Linked DNA regions of Salmo salar: region 2 is linked to region 1. The links are chromatin contacts, called in public Hi-C maps. All regions are on one chromosome and are shown on one strand. Each heading gives the region's core, a stretch centred on a gene start, on an enhancer-like site or on the middle of the called end of the contact. The rest is flanking DNA. Distances are from core to core; before and after follow the strand shown. Region 1 overlaps tbl1xr1a (TBL1X/Y related 1a). Region 2 has its middle 4.2 kb from the start of s100p.

Evidence for each region. Hi-C and Micro-C count contacts between places; a contact is called where the count stands out from the background.
Region 2: a Hi-C map of muscle shows a contact between it and region 1, with 19 times the contacts expected there. The contact joins two enhancer-like sites. A contact is called at or near these places in 2 of 3 Hi-C or Micro-C datasets (gill and muscle).

Annotation. Positions count from the first base shown.
Region 1 is chrssa10:29,313,997-29,320,065 of Ssal_v3.1, forward strand. It overlaps tbl1xr1a (TBL1X/Y related 1a), which reads right to left. Exons shown (of 18, transcript XM_014216748.2): 5 at 2,175-2,277; 6 at 1,786-1,931; 7 at 1,072-1,291; 8 at 683-815; 9 at 221-362. The coding sequence starts at 2,232. Among protein-coding and RNA genes, the nearest start is that of tbl1xr1a, 20 kb to the right of the region's middle. Within about 2 kb of position 2,610, at least 10 of the 13 cell types and tissues checked have an H3K27ac peak or open chromatin away from gene starts, as enhancers often do. A contact at or near this core is called in muscle, where this site is marked.
Region 2 is chrssa10:29,450,183-29,456,251 of Ssal_v3.1, forward strand. No RefSeq gene overlaps it. Among protein-coding and RNA genes, the nearest start is that of s100p, 4.2 kb to the right of the region's middle. Within about 2 kb of position 3,234, at least 5 of the 13 cell types and tissues checked have an H3K27ac peak or open chromatin away from gene starts, as enhancers often do. A contact at or near this core is called in muscle, where this site is marked.

The DNA of each region.
Region 1 (6,069 bases), core at 1,360-3,859:
CAGGATAACAAGCCTACAGTAGAACAAAACAGTATTACACCTAAAAAAAATTGGGGTAATTAAAAAACATCAAAGCTTTGAAACATAAAAGCAGTTTGAAGTGGCTCCTAGTAACAGGATTCAGAACAGGAGCAGTGTACATAAATGTGGAAATAAAGTTATGGGATTTGTGAGGGGGGAACATGGAGCAGGCTTGTGTGTGTGTAGACCTCTGACTCACATTCCAGTCTAATGATGTGACGTCTTTGTTGCTGGGGACATCCTGGCCTCCCTCCCGTATGCAGTGCCTCAGTACAAGCTGCGTGGAGCTGCTGGTGCTGTTCTCACTCAGGTTCCAGATCCGCGCCGTTGAGTCCCCAGACCTGCACCAGGGAGGGGAGGGACAGTCAGCACAGCCCAGAGCAATTACAATACAACAAAATAGCAACACAGAAAGATCATGGTCACTCATTCATTCAATTAGGGTTGCAAAACTTTCTCATAATTCCCAGGATTTCCAGACATTCCGGTTGGAAGACTCACAGAATCAGGAAATCCAGATCCTACAACCAGGATTTCTGGAAAACCTGGGAATTATGGGAAAGTTACCATAATTTTGCAACTCTAACCAGGATACAGATAAAAATAGGACTTTAATTATTTGAGCTTAATGCCATAACCTCAGAGAGAGAGAGACACTGACCCTGAGGCGAGCAGGTCGGAGACAGGGTTCCAAGCGCAGATGAACACCTCTGATTCGTGGCCTCGGAGCACCATGGCTTTGTTTTGGGGAATCTCCATGTCCCCGTCCACCTCCATCAAGTCTGCATGGTTGTCTGTATGGCACACAGAGAGCACCTCATCAGCATGTGCATGATCTGAATAACAAAACATCCAGTATTGGCATTGACTCTTTCGGTAGTTTACATTACATTCTCAACCACAACAATGATGTTCAAAATAACAGAACATGCACAAACTAGCCATAAAGAGCGAACTAATAGCAGAATTTTTTAGGGACATTATCATCTTCCTCGCTCTGTGTGTTATGGTTAATAAACACTAAGCCCAGGGCCGTGGACTGAGACTCACTAGCTAAGGCGTGCGCTCCGTTCTCCTCGCCGTTGGCCGTGTTCTCTCCGTTCTTGGCGTTGGCTGTCATGTTGGTGGCATTGGCTGAGGGGGCCTGGGCCGCCTGCTGCTGGGCCAGCTTGTCTCGGTAGGCCTGCTGCCGCGTCTGCACCACGTCCGGCATTACCGCGTCGATGAGCGACAGGGACTCGATTGGCCGCCCGTCAAACAGTGTACCGTCCTGGGGACAGCAGAAAAGCTGGTTAGACTCAAAATCGAAGGCTTCAAACTGCTAAATAACTACTGTAGCTGTAAGCAATGGTAGGTTAAATCCAGTTGAGGCTGCTGCTGAGGGGAGGACGGCTCATGGCACATGGAAACCATGTGTTTGATACCATTCAACTAATTCCGTTCCAGCCATTACCACGAACCCGTCCTCCCCAATTAAGGTGCCACCAACCTCCTGTGACTTAAATTAAAGGATAAAACACTAAAACAAATCACTAGAGAACCATCTATTAAAACTTAATGCAATGTATTATAAAGCTACATTGGTTGATAACTGCATAACTGAAGAACAGAAACGTAGCACTGCATTCATATGCTTTCTGATCAAACCGATGCCATGTTCTGCATTTCATCACAGTTGGCTTGGCTTGCAGTAATAAAGTCCACGGATTCCCTGATAAGATGATGTGATAATAATGACTTGTGTGAATGAGGAGATGAGCTCACCTCATTAATGCTGACTTCAGCCTCCACGTACTGCAGGCCCTTCTGTATGATGGAGATGAGGGCAGCAGGGGGCACCAGGGCTCCATTGATGTTAGACTGACTGATGTGGCTCTCTATCCCAAAAGTGAAGGCTGAGTGGGAAAACCCTGTAAGGGGAGGCATGAGGAGCATGTCAGTAGGCAGCACATTACATAGAGCAGATCCTTCTCTCTGGTGCCTCTGGAAATGGCACACTTCAAATAGCTGTGGTTGTTCTCAGAGTGCACATTTTCAGGGCACCTTTAAATAGCTGTAGAACATACAATATACAGTAAGATTATTTCGACAGCTGTCTGGCTTCAATTGCGTTTGCTTCCAGATGTGTGGTTTAAGCGTCAGATACAGCCTACCTGACTCCTGTAGGTATCTGTACACCAGGAAGTTGACCTCATCACTGCTTATGCTCATCTTTATACCTGGTTACACCATGAGGTCAGCAAACAGGACACAGGCCTGAAGGGAAGGGAAGGGAGGTGGTGGTGGTGAGACAGTTGTTTATCCAAACTCAGAGCAACATATTTTCACACTACACCAATCACACTACATAGTGCTGCTAAGTAAGAACTGAAGCTAGGGCTGGAGAGTGGAGATTTCCTCCCAGAAGATGCCACTACCACTAACACATTGTCTGTGTGCAAAAATCCTTCCACAATCTGCTGTACACACAGTTCACACCAGGGCAGGGCAGCGGGGACCTGCTGTTGGGTGCTAACTGTGGACAGGAGCATCAGCACTGCTACAGTGCGTCTCTCTAGCGTGTCAAATAACAAGGCGTAGTACCCATTTCCACCATTGCACCGCAGTGGCGCTGTTGAGTTAAAAACAGAATCTCAGGATCTCTGTTGACAGTGTGTGTGTGTGTGTGTGTGTGTGTGTGTGTGTGTGTGTGTGTGTGTGTGTGTGTGTGAGAGAGAGAGAGTGGGGGATGGGAAGGAAGGGGATTCTCTTTCCATAGATGAGCTGTGCTCTGGGCTGTAGTCCATCAATGAGAGCAGTGGTGTTTATCTCAGCCAGGTCTGAGATAGGGCTAGTCTGGGACCTTGCAGAATCATGGTAGTGACAAAAAAGCAAGCATGGGCATGACCACAGAATGGACAGTGTTTTAACTGGGTTCATCCATTCAGAGAGATATAGAACAGGACCACAAACATCCTTCTCTCTGGAGAAACCACTTCAGGACCTGTGCTACTGGTGTTTCACAAGAGTGACATCTGAAATAACAAATCAATAGGCAGCCATGAAGAACTGTATATTCACCCAAAGATACCTCAAATCTGAAGAGCCATATTTCCGGTAGAATACTGGAGCACGTTCTAATTTCCATGTCAAAATATAGCATAACAGACCTTTACAGAGGAGGTCCAATCGTAGTAGTCCTAGCTACTGAATATAGTATTATTGAGGACGTTTCAATGTATTTATTTTATTTATTTAACTACGCAAGTCAGTTAAGAACAAATTCATATTTACAATTACGGTCTACCACGGCCAAACCCTAACCCAGACGATGCCTTGTCGACCATCATCAAATCTCTTAAGAGATGTGTAGGCCTATTCTTGACAAAAACTGTCATAGGATGTGGTTTGTTTGAAAACCGAACGGAATTTTGTCATCTGCTTTTATACTTGAACACACCCCTAGAGACGTAGTTCATTCCCTTTTCATCGCCATATCAAAGTGATGAGGTGTTGGTCTATTTTGAGAGAGTGAGAGAGCACGGCTGTAGAGATGGAGCACTTCACTTTCCCTTCCTGCCCCATCTCCAGTCTCAGAAATTACGTTGTTTACAACTCGCATACATCCCAATGTGATTTTGGTAGGTATGTCATATGATCTTTTATACTTTTAACAATTGATATAAAACATATGGCTCAACACTGGTTCAGATGTTCCTGTCCTGCATGATGTCCGATAATGCCACTTTTACAGCCTTTGGTTTAGAATAGACCATTCATGTACAGTGTGTATACGAAGTCACCACCCCCTTTCAAACTGTTCACCTTTTGTTGCCTTACAGCCTGAAATGAAACCACCACAAAAAATATTTTCAAAAAAGTAAAACAGTAAAATACCCTATTTGGATAAGTGAATACCCCCCCTTAGAATTGCAATTCCAAATTTGCTGAGGTATAACCAACCTTCCAGATCACAAATCAAGCTAATTGGCTTCCATCTGTGATCAATTGTAGTGACTTTGATTAGCTCAGAATAAAAACAGTTGTTCATAGAGGACTCCACTGCTTAGTAGTGCAATTCAAAGCAAAGAATCCACTATGGGCGGAAAGGTACTTTCAAAAGATCTACAAGATAAAGTTGTGGAAAGGCACAAATCAGGGAATGGATATAAAAAGATTTCAAAGGCTTTGTCCCTCGGGGCACAGTTAAGACCATTTTTAAGAAGTGGAAGGCGTATGGCGACGCCCAGACCCTGCATAGATCAGGCCGTCCCTCCAAACCGGGCAAGGAGAAGACTGATCAGAGAGGCTACCAAGAATCCAATGGCGACTTTGAAGGAGCTTCAGGCCTTTATGGCAAAGACTAGTCAATGTGTGCATGTGACCACAATATAACAAACGCTGCATTAATCTGGCCCCTATGGGAGGGTGGCAAGAAAAAAAAACACCCCTAAAAAAAGCCACATCAAGCATATTGTAGATTCTGAGGCCAAGTGGAAAAAGGTGCTGTGGTCAGATGAGACCAAAATGTAACCTTTTGACCTGAATGCAAAACGATATGTCTGACGAAACCCAATAGATCTTTCCACCCAAAGAACACCATGCCTACAGTGAAGAGCACCATGCCTACAGTGAAGAGCACCGTGCCTACAGTGAAGAGCACCGTGCCTACAGTAAAGAGCACCGTGCCTACAGTAAAGAGCACCGTGCCTACAGTAAAGAGCACCGTGCCTACAGTGAACGGACACCCGTGCCTACAGTGAACGGACACCCGTGTCCTACAGTGAACGGACACCCGTGCCTACAGTGAACGGACACCCGTGCCTACAGTGAACGGACAACCGTGCCTACAGTGAACGGACAACCGTGCCTACAGTGAACGGACAACCGTGCCTACAGTGAACGGACAACCGTGCCTACAGTGAACGGACAACCGTGCCTACAGTGAACGGACAACCGTGCCTACAGTGAACGGACAACCGTGCCTACAGTGAACGGACAACCGTGCCTACAGTGAACGGACAACCGTGCCTACAGTGAACGGACAACCGTGCCTACAGTGAACGGACAACCGTGCCTACAGTGAACGGACAACCGTGCCTACAGTGAACGGACAACCGTGCCTACAGTGAACGGACAACCGTGCCTACAGTGAACGGACAACCGTGCCTACAGTGAACGGACACCCGTGCCTACAGTGAACGGACAACCGTGCCTACAGTGAACGGACAACCGTGCCTACAGTGAACGGACAACCGTGCCTACAGTGAACGGACAACCGTGCCTACAGTGAACGGACAACCGTGCCTACAGTGAACGGACAACCGTGCCTACAGTGAACGGACAACCGTGCCTACAGTGAACGGACAACCGTGCCTACAGTGAACGGACAACCGTGCCTACAGTGAACGGACAACCGTGCCTACAGTGAACGGACAACCGTGCCTACAGTGAACGGACAACCGTGCCTACAGTGAACGGACAACCGTGCCTACAGTGAACGGACAACCGTGCCTACAGTGAACGGACAACCCGTGCCTACAGTGAACGGACAACCGTGCCTACAGTGAACGGACAACCGTGCCTACAGTGAACGGACACCGTGCCTACAGTGAACGGGCACCGTGCCTACAGTGAACGGACACCGTGCCTACAGTGAAGAGCACCGTGCCTACAGTGAACTGACACCGTGCCTACAGTGAACTGACACCGTGCCTACAGTGAACTGACACCGTGCCTACAGTGAAGAGCATCGTGCCTACAGTGAAGAGCATCGTGCCTACAGTGAAGAGCATCGTGCCTACAGTGAAGAGCACCGTGCCTACAGTGAAGAGCACCATGCCTACAGTGAAGAGCACCATGCCTACAGTAAAGAGCACCATGCCTACAATAAAGAACACCATGTCTACAGTGAAGAGCACCATGCCTACAGTGAAGAGCACCATGCCTACAGTAAAGAACACCATGCCTACAGTGAAGAACACCATGCCTACAGTGAAGAACACCATGTCTACAGTAAAGAACACCATGCCTACAGTAAAGAACACCATGCCTACAATAAAGAACACC
Region 2 (6,069 bases), core at 1,984-4,483, 140 kb after region 1:
CCCTAGAAAGGCCAAAAACCTAGGAAGAAACCTAGAGAGGAACCAGGCTATGAGGGGTGGCCAGTCCTCTTCTGGCTGTGCAGGGTGGATATTATAACAGAACATGGTCAAAATGTTAAAATGTTAAAGTGTTCATAAATGACCAGCATGGTCAAATAATTATAATCATAGTAGTTGTCGAGGGTGCAACAAGCACGTCCGGTGAACAGGTCAGGGTTCCATAGCCGCAGGCAGAACAGTTGAAACTGGAGCAGCAGCACGGCCAGGTGGACTGGGGACAGCAAGGAGTCATCATACCAGGTAGTCCTGAGGCATGGTCCTAGGGCTCAGGTCCTCCGAGAGAAAGACAGAAAGAGAGAAAGAGAGAATTAGAGAGAGCATATTTAAATACACACAGGACACCGGATAAGACAAGAGAAATACTCCAGATGTAACAGACTGACCCTAGCCCCCCGACACATAAACTACTGCAGCATAAATACTGGAGGCTGAGACAGGAGGGATCAGAAGACACTGTGGCCCCATCCGATGATACCCCGGACAGGGCCAAACAGGCAGGATATAACCCCACCCACTTTGCCAAAGCACAGCCCCCACACCACTAGAGGGATGTCTCCAACCACCAACTTACCGTCCTAAGACAAGGCCGAGTATAGCCCACAACGATCTCCGCCATGGCACAACCCAAGGGGGGGCGCCAACCCAGACAGGAAGACCACGTCAGTGACTCAACCCACTCAAGTGACGCACCCCTCCCATGGACGGCATGGAAGAACACCAGTAGGCCAGTGACTCAGCCCCTGTAAAAGGGTTAGAGGCAGAGAATCCCAGTGGAAAGAGGGGAACCGGCAAGGCAGAGACAGCAAGGGCGGTTCGTTGCTCCAGCCTTTCCGTTCCTCTTCACACTCCTGGGCCAGACTATACTTAATCATAGGACCTACTGAAGAGATAAGTCTTCAGTAAAGACTTAAAGGTTGAGACTGAGTCTGCGTCTCTCACATTGGTAGGCAGACCATTCCATAAAAATGGAGCTCTATAGGAGAAAGCCCTACCTCCAGCCGTTTGCTTAGAAATTCTAGGGACAATTAGGAGGCCTGCATCTTGTGACCGTAGCGTACGTGTAGGTATGTACGGCAGGACCAAATCGGAAAGATAGGTAGGAGCAAGCCCATGTAATGCTTTGTAGGTTAGCAGTAAAACCTTGAAATCAGCCCTTGCCTTAACAGGAAGCCAGTGTAGGGAGGCTAGCACTGGAGTAATATGATCAAATTTTTTGGTTCTAGTCAGGATTCTAGCAGCCGTATTTAGCACTAACTGAAGTTTATTTAGTGCTTTATCCGGGATGAAACAAAGGTGTGGTTGAATTTATTCTGCCTCTTGTCTTCTTATTGTCTCGGCCTTAGGCATATATCACGGTTGCAAGGCATGAACTAACAGATTATAGAGCAAACAAAGCAATTATCAGAACACATATGTTGTAATATGATTGTTTTTTCTGTTTTGGCTTCCCCAATGATTTTACCCATGCACTGCTACTGGTCCGGACAATATCTTCTGGTGGAAGAATGAAATTGTATGAATTTACTTATCAAAATAACGTTTTAATGAAAGTTAAATAAAAAGCAATAATGCACACAAGGCAGTGCTTTATCGTGAATACAGTCACAGGTAAATGGGTTGACTAGCTCTCAGCTATTGCGTCGGGCTGAACAACACCATGTACCTTACTTCCGTTTCCACACACACACACACACACACACACACACACACACACACACACACACACACACACACACACACACACACACACACACACACACACACACACACACACACATACACATCTTTGATAATAGAGCAGGCTTGACTGTGTTGCCATGCCAACAGGGTAGAACAAAGACTGGAGACATAATGCCAGCATTCATGCGAGATGTATCAACTGTCGCTGTAGCCACCAGAAATAGAAAAGCAATTCAACCTTTCAATTAGTCTCTTTGCTTCTTACCACATATTATTTATTTGCTTTACATAGCCTAGATTGATTTCTCTAATATGTGTATTCTGTATTCGACTGTGACTTGAATGAGACGTCTTCTAATTAGTGAGAAAACCATTAATATGGTGGAGCTGTGAAACACCAAGAGCCCGCAAAGAGGAATCGCCAAAGGCCTCGTCTTCCCCCATGCTGTTTTTAACTGGCAAATCCTAACAGGTTTTCCTTTCTTGCCTGATTAGTATTTAGGTCACTCCATTTGGAAGGCGGGGGAAGTGGAAGGGAGCATCGCCCCGCCACCCTCGCTGACGATTCGTTTTTCAGATGCCATTCACATCTCCCTGTGGGATAAGCCTTGTGTCCTCTGTTCTGTTCTGACTGCATCAGCATCTCATCAACTATCACACGATACCACAGTTAAAGACCAACCCCCATTTAACAGCAACTAACCACTACTTATATATTAAACAATGACGACATGGTCATTACTATCTGAGCATGGCAAGCATGAAAACATACAGTATGACCCTTTTAATGCCATACGCTGCAATGAGCACATGGCCTCCAGGGCACATTCTTATGCTCTGTGTAGGAGTCTGCGCCGATACATCCTCTGCATGAGAGAGTTTCCGTGTCAAAAGTCCTAGCTATTTTTATTTCTTAGTCTCAGCTAGTATTTTCAGTCCGGGGGGATTTGCTGTTGTGATTTTTTCTTTTACGCTAAAGGTTGTCAGCTGGAAGCGCAGTGCCAATGCTAAACAGTTTGAAGTACAATGCAGTGGCATGTTTATATAGATGCGGTTGCATGTTGTGTGTGTTTGTCGTGGGTTAACAATGCAGCATATTATGTTTGGGTTTCATCCTCAGCCATATCCAATCATATTATTTCATGTCCTGTAAATAATATAGTGTCATGAGATTTACTTCAAGCTGATGTGTAACAGTGGTACCAGTTATGTATTGGGTATACCCTCACCAGCTCTAACACAATGGGCCAAACCACACCATAGCAGAGCATGTTGAGTCAGCCACATGCAGCCAAGGGAGGGAAGAGGAAGGGAGGGGCCTCTGTGGGTGTCAGAGTATGCCACACCTCCCCATATGCATCACTGCCACAGTCTCCCTCCCGCTAGAAGCTCCTTTACCTGAAAACAGACCCCAGGCCACATATGGTGTAGACAAAGCACTGCCAAGAAGAAAGTTAAACAACCCACATCTCAGCTCTCTGTACTCCCGCTCTCTTACGGCCCCCCCCCCCCACCCCGTCCAGTCTCACACACACACTCTTTCCCTCCTCTGCCTCTCTTGCCCTCTTTCACTCCCTTTTCAGTCATGAGATTCCCATTAGATGGTGGAGCAACTAGGTTGGTAGGTCGGCTTGCATGAATAAGCGATTGACTTTCCCTTGGCATGATCGTGGCTGGTATATCTCTAGATTTCAGGCATTTTGGAGAGAGGGCTGAGGGCAGGCATGTAAAAAGCAGTCTTATGGGTGGCTGAGAGGGGCCTGGCACTCCCTGCTTTAAGACTCCCAGTCTGAGTCCCCGGCCACGTGGCTCTCCTTCCACACTGCTGCTCCACTCCAACAATCTGACCTACATTCTCTGTAATACAGTACCTCTCGCTCCCTCCAAACTGAGCTCAGCACAACACAACCCAAATGGATCCCCCCACAACTACAGACAGTGCATCTCATTACTGATCATGGCATTTGTTTGCTTACACATCGATTACGCTGGTTAATGTTGTTAAAATGGTCTCCATAATGGGGAATCAATGGATATCTGTTGGGAGTTATCCATTACAGAGTCATTAAAACATGTGATTCCACTATACTAATCCTTGTGTTCATTACTCCAGTGCCAATGTTTCGAGACTTTTATGTGAGTATCACCGCAAAAGAAGCCATTCTCATTATGCGGCCCAGTTTTAGTGGCCTTGTTTTGATGAAGAAAAAAACCCCACCTTGAAATCAATGTTCAAGGTGTGGTTTTGAAAATAGAAGGACAAAATCAAGGGAACATTATTCCAAAGAAAATAAGAGAAAGAGAGCTTGAAGAAAACATCAGGCCACTGCTGGAGTTTTTATGGAAAACATCAAGCCATTGATGGAGTTTTTATGGAAAACATCAGGCCACTGCTGGAGTTTTTATGGAAAATATTCAGGCCACTGCTGGAGTTTTTATGGAAAATATTCAGGCCACTGCTGGAGTTTTTATGGAAAATATTCAGGCCACTGCTGGAGTTTTTATGGAAAACATCAAGCCATTGATGGAGTTTTTATGGAAAACATCAGGCCACTGATGGAGTTTTTATGGAAAACATCAGGCCACTGCTGGAGTTTTTATGGAAAACATCAGGCCACTGCTGGAGTTTTTATGGAAAACATCAGGCCACTGCTGGAGTTTTTATGGAAAACATCAGGCCGCTGATGGAGTTTTTATGGGAAACATCAGGCCGCTGATGGAGTTTTTATGGAAAACATCAGGCCGCTGATGGAGTTTTTATGGGAAACATCAGGCCACTGCTGGAGTTTTTATGGAAAACATCAGGCCACTGCTGGAGTTTTTATGGAAAACATCAGGCCGCTGATGGAGTTTTTTATGGGAAACATCAGGCCACTGCTGGAGTTTTTATGGAAAACATCAGGCCACTGCTGGAGTTTTTATGGAAAACATCAGGCCGCTGATGGAGTTTTTATGGGAAACATCAGGCCACTGCTGGAGTTTTTATGGAAAACATCAGGCCACTGCTGGAGTTTTTATGGAAAACATCAGGCCGCTGATGGAGTTTTTATGGGAAACATCAGGCCACTGCTGGAGTTTTTATGGGAAACATCAGGCCACTGATGGAGTTTTTATGGGAAACATCAGGCCACTGATGGAGTTTTTATGGAAAACATCAGGCCACTGATGGAGTTTTTATGGGAAACATCAGGCCATTGATGGAGTTTTTATGGAAAACATCAGGCCACTGCTGGAGTTTTTATGGAAAACATCAGGCCACTGCTGGAGTTTTTATGGGAAACATCAGGCCACTGCTGGAGTTTTTATGGAAACATCAGGCCACTGCTGGAGTTTTTATGGAAACATCAGGCCACTGCTGGAGTTTTTATGGAAACAGAGACACCAAATTAAGGCAGCTGAAGCATAAACTGTTCAGAAGGTAGGACAGTAGGTTGTGCTGGAAGAGACAACACTGTAAATAAAGAGAACATATATCAACATACACTGTGAAATGTGCCATGTCAATTGAAGATATAACTGTTATTATGGCAGTGGAAAGAATGCTTCTAATGTAGCTATGTATCATGTGATACAATAAAGCAAATTTTATCTAAAAGCCTGACTTTGCCTTACTTATAAATGTATTAAACTTCAAATTGTATTTTGTTGTGTGCTACTTACATGATTTTCCAAGATAAGTTGCTGGTGAAACAGTCACTGTAAGAACAGGTAACCCTCCTGACCTGTATGAATCCATACATCCCCCTAGTGGACAACAATAAAATAACTATACAATACGTTTTAGTTCCTTTCTTATCAGGTGTCTAACTGCTCCTCCTACTGATGAAATCAGGGCATTGAAGTGTGGTTCTTCGTTTCCTGTAGCTCTTACAGGATTTACAGCAGTGGAGGCTGCTGAGGGGAGGACGCCTCATAATAATGGCTTTGAATGGAGTCAATGGAATGCTATCAACCACATGGGAACCACATGATTGATGTGTTTGATACCATTCCATTGACTCCATTCCAGCCATTATTATGAGCCATCCTCCCCTCAGCAGCCTCCACTGATTTACAAATGTGTAAAACAATAGGCCACCACTATATACACTATATATACAAAAGTACGTGGACACCCCTTCAAATTAGTGGATTTGGCTATTTCCGCCACACCCGTTGCTGACAGTGTATAAAATCGAACACAAGGCCATGCAATCTCCATAGACAAACATTGGCTGTAGAATGGCCTTACTGAAGAGCTCAGTGACTTTCAACGTGGCACCGTCATAGGATGCCACCTTTCCAACAAGTCAGGTCGTCAAATTTCTGCCCTGCTAGAGCTGCCCCGGT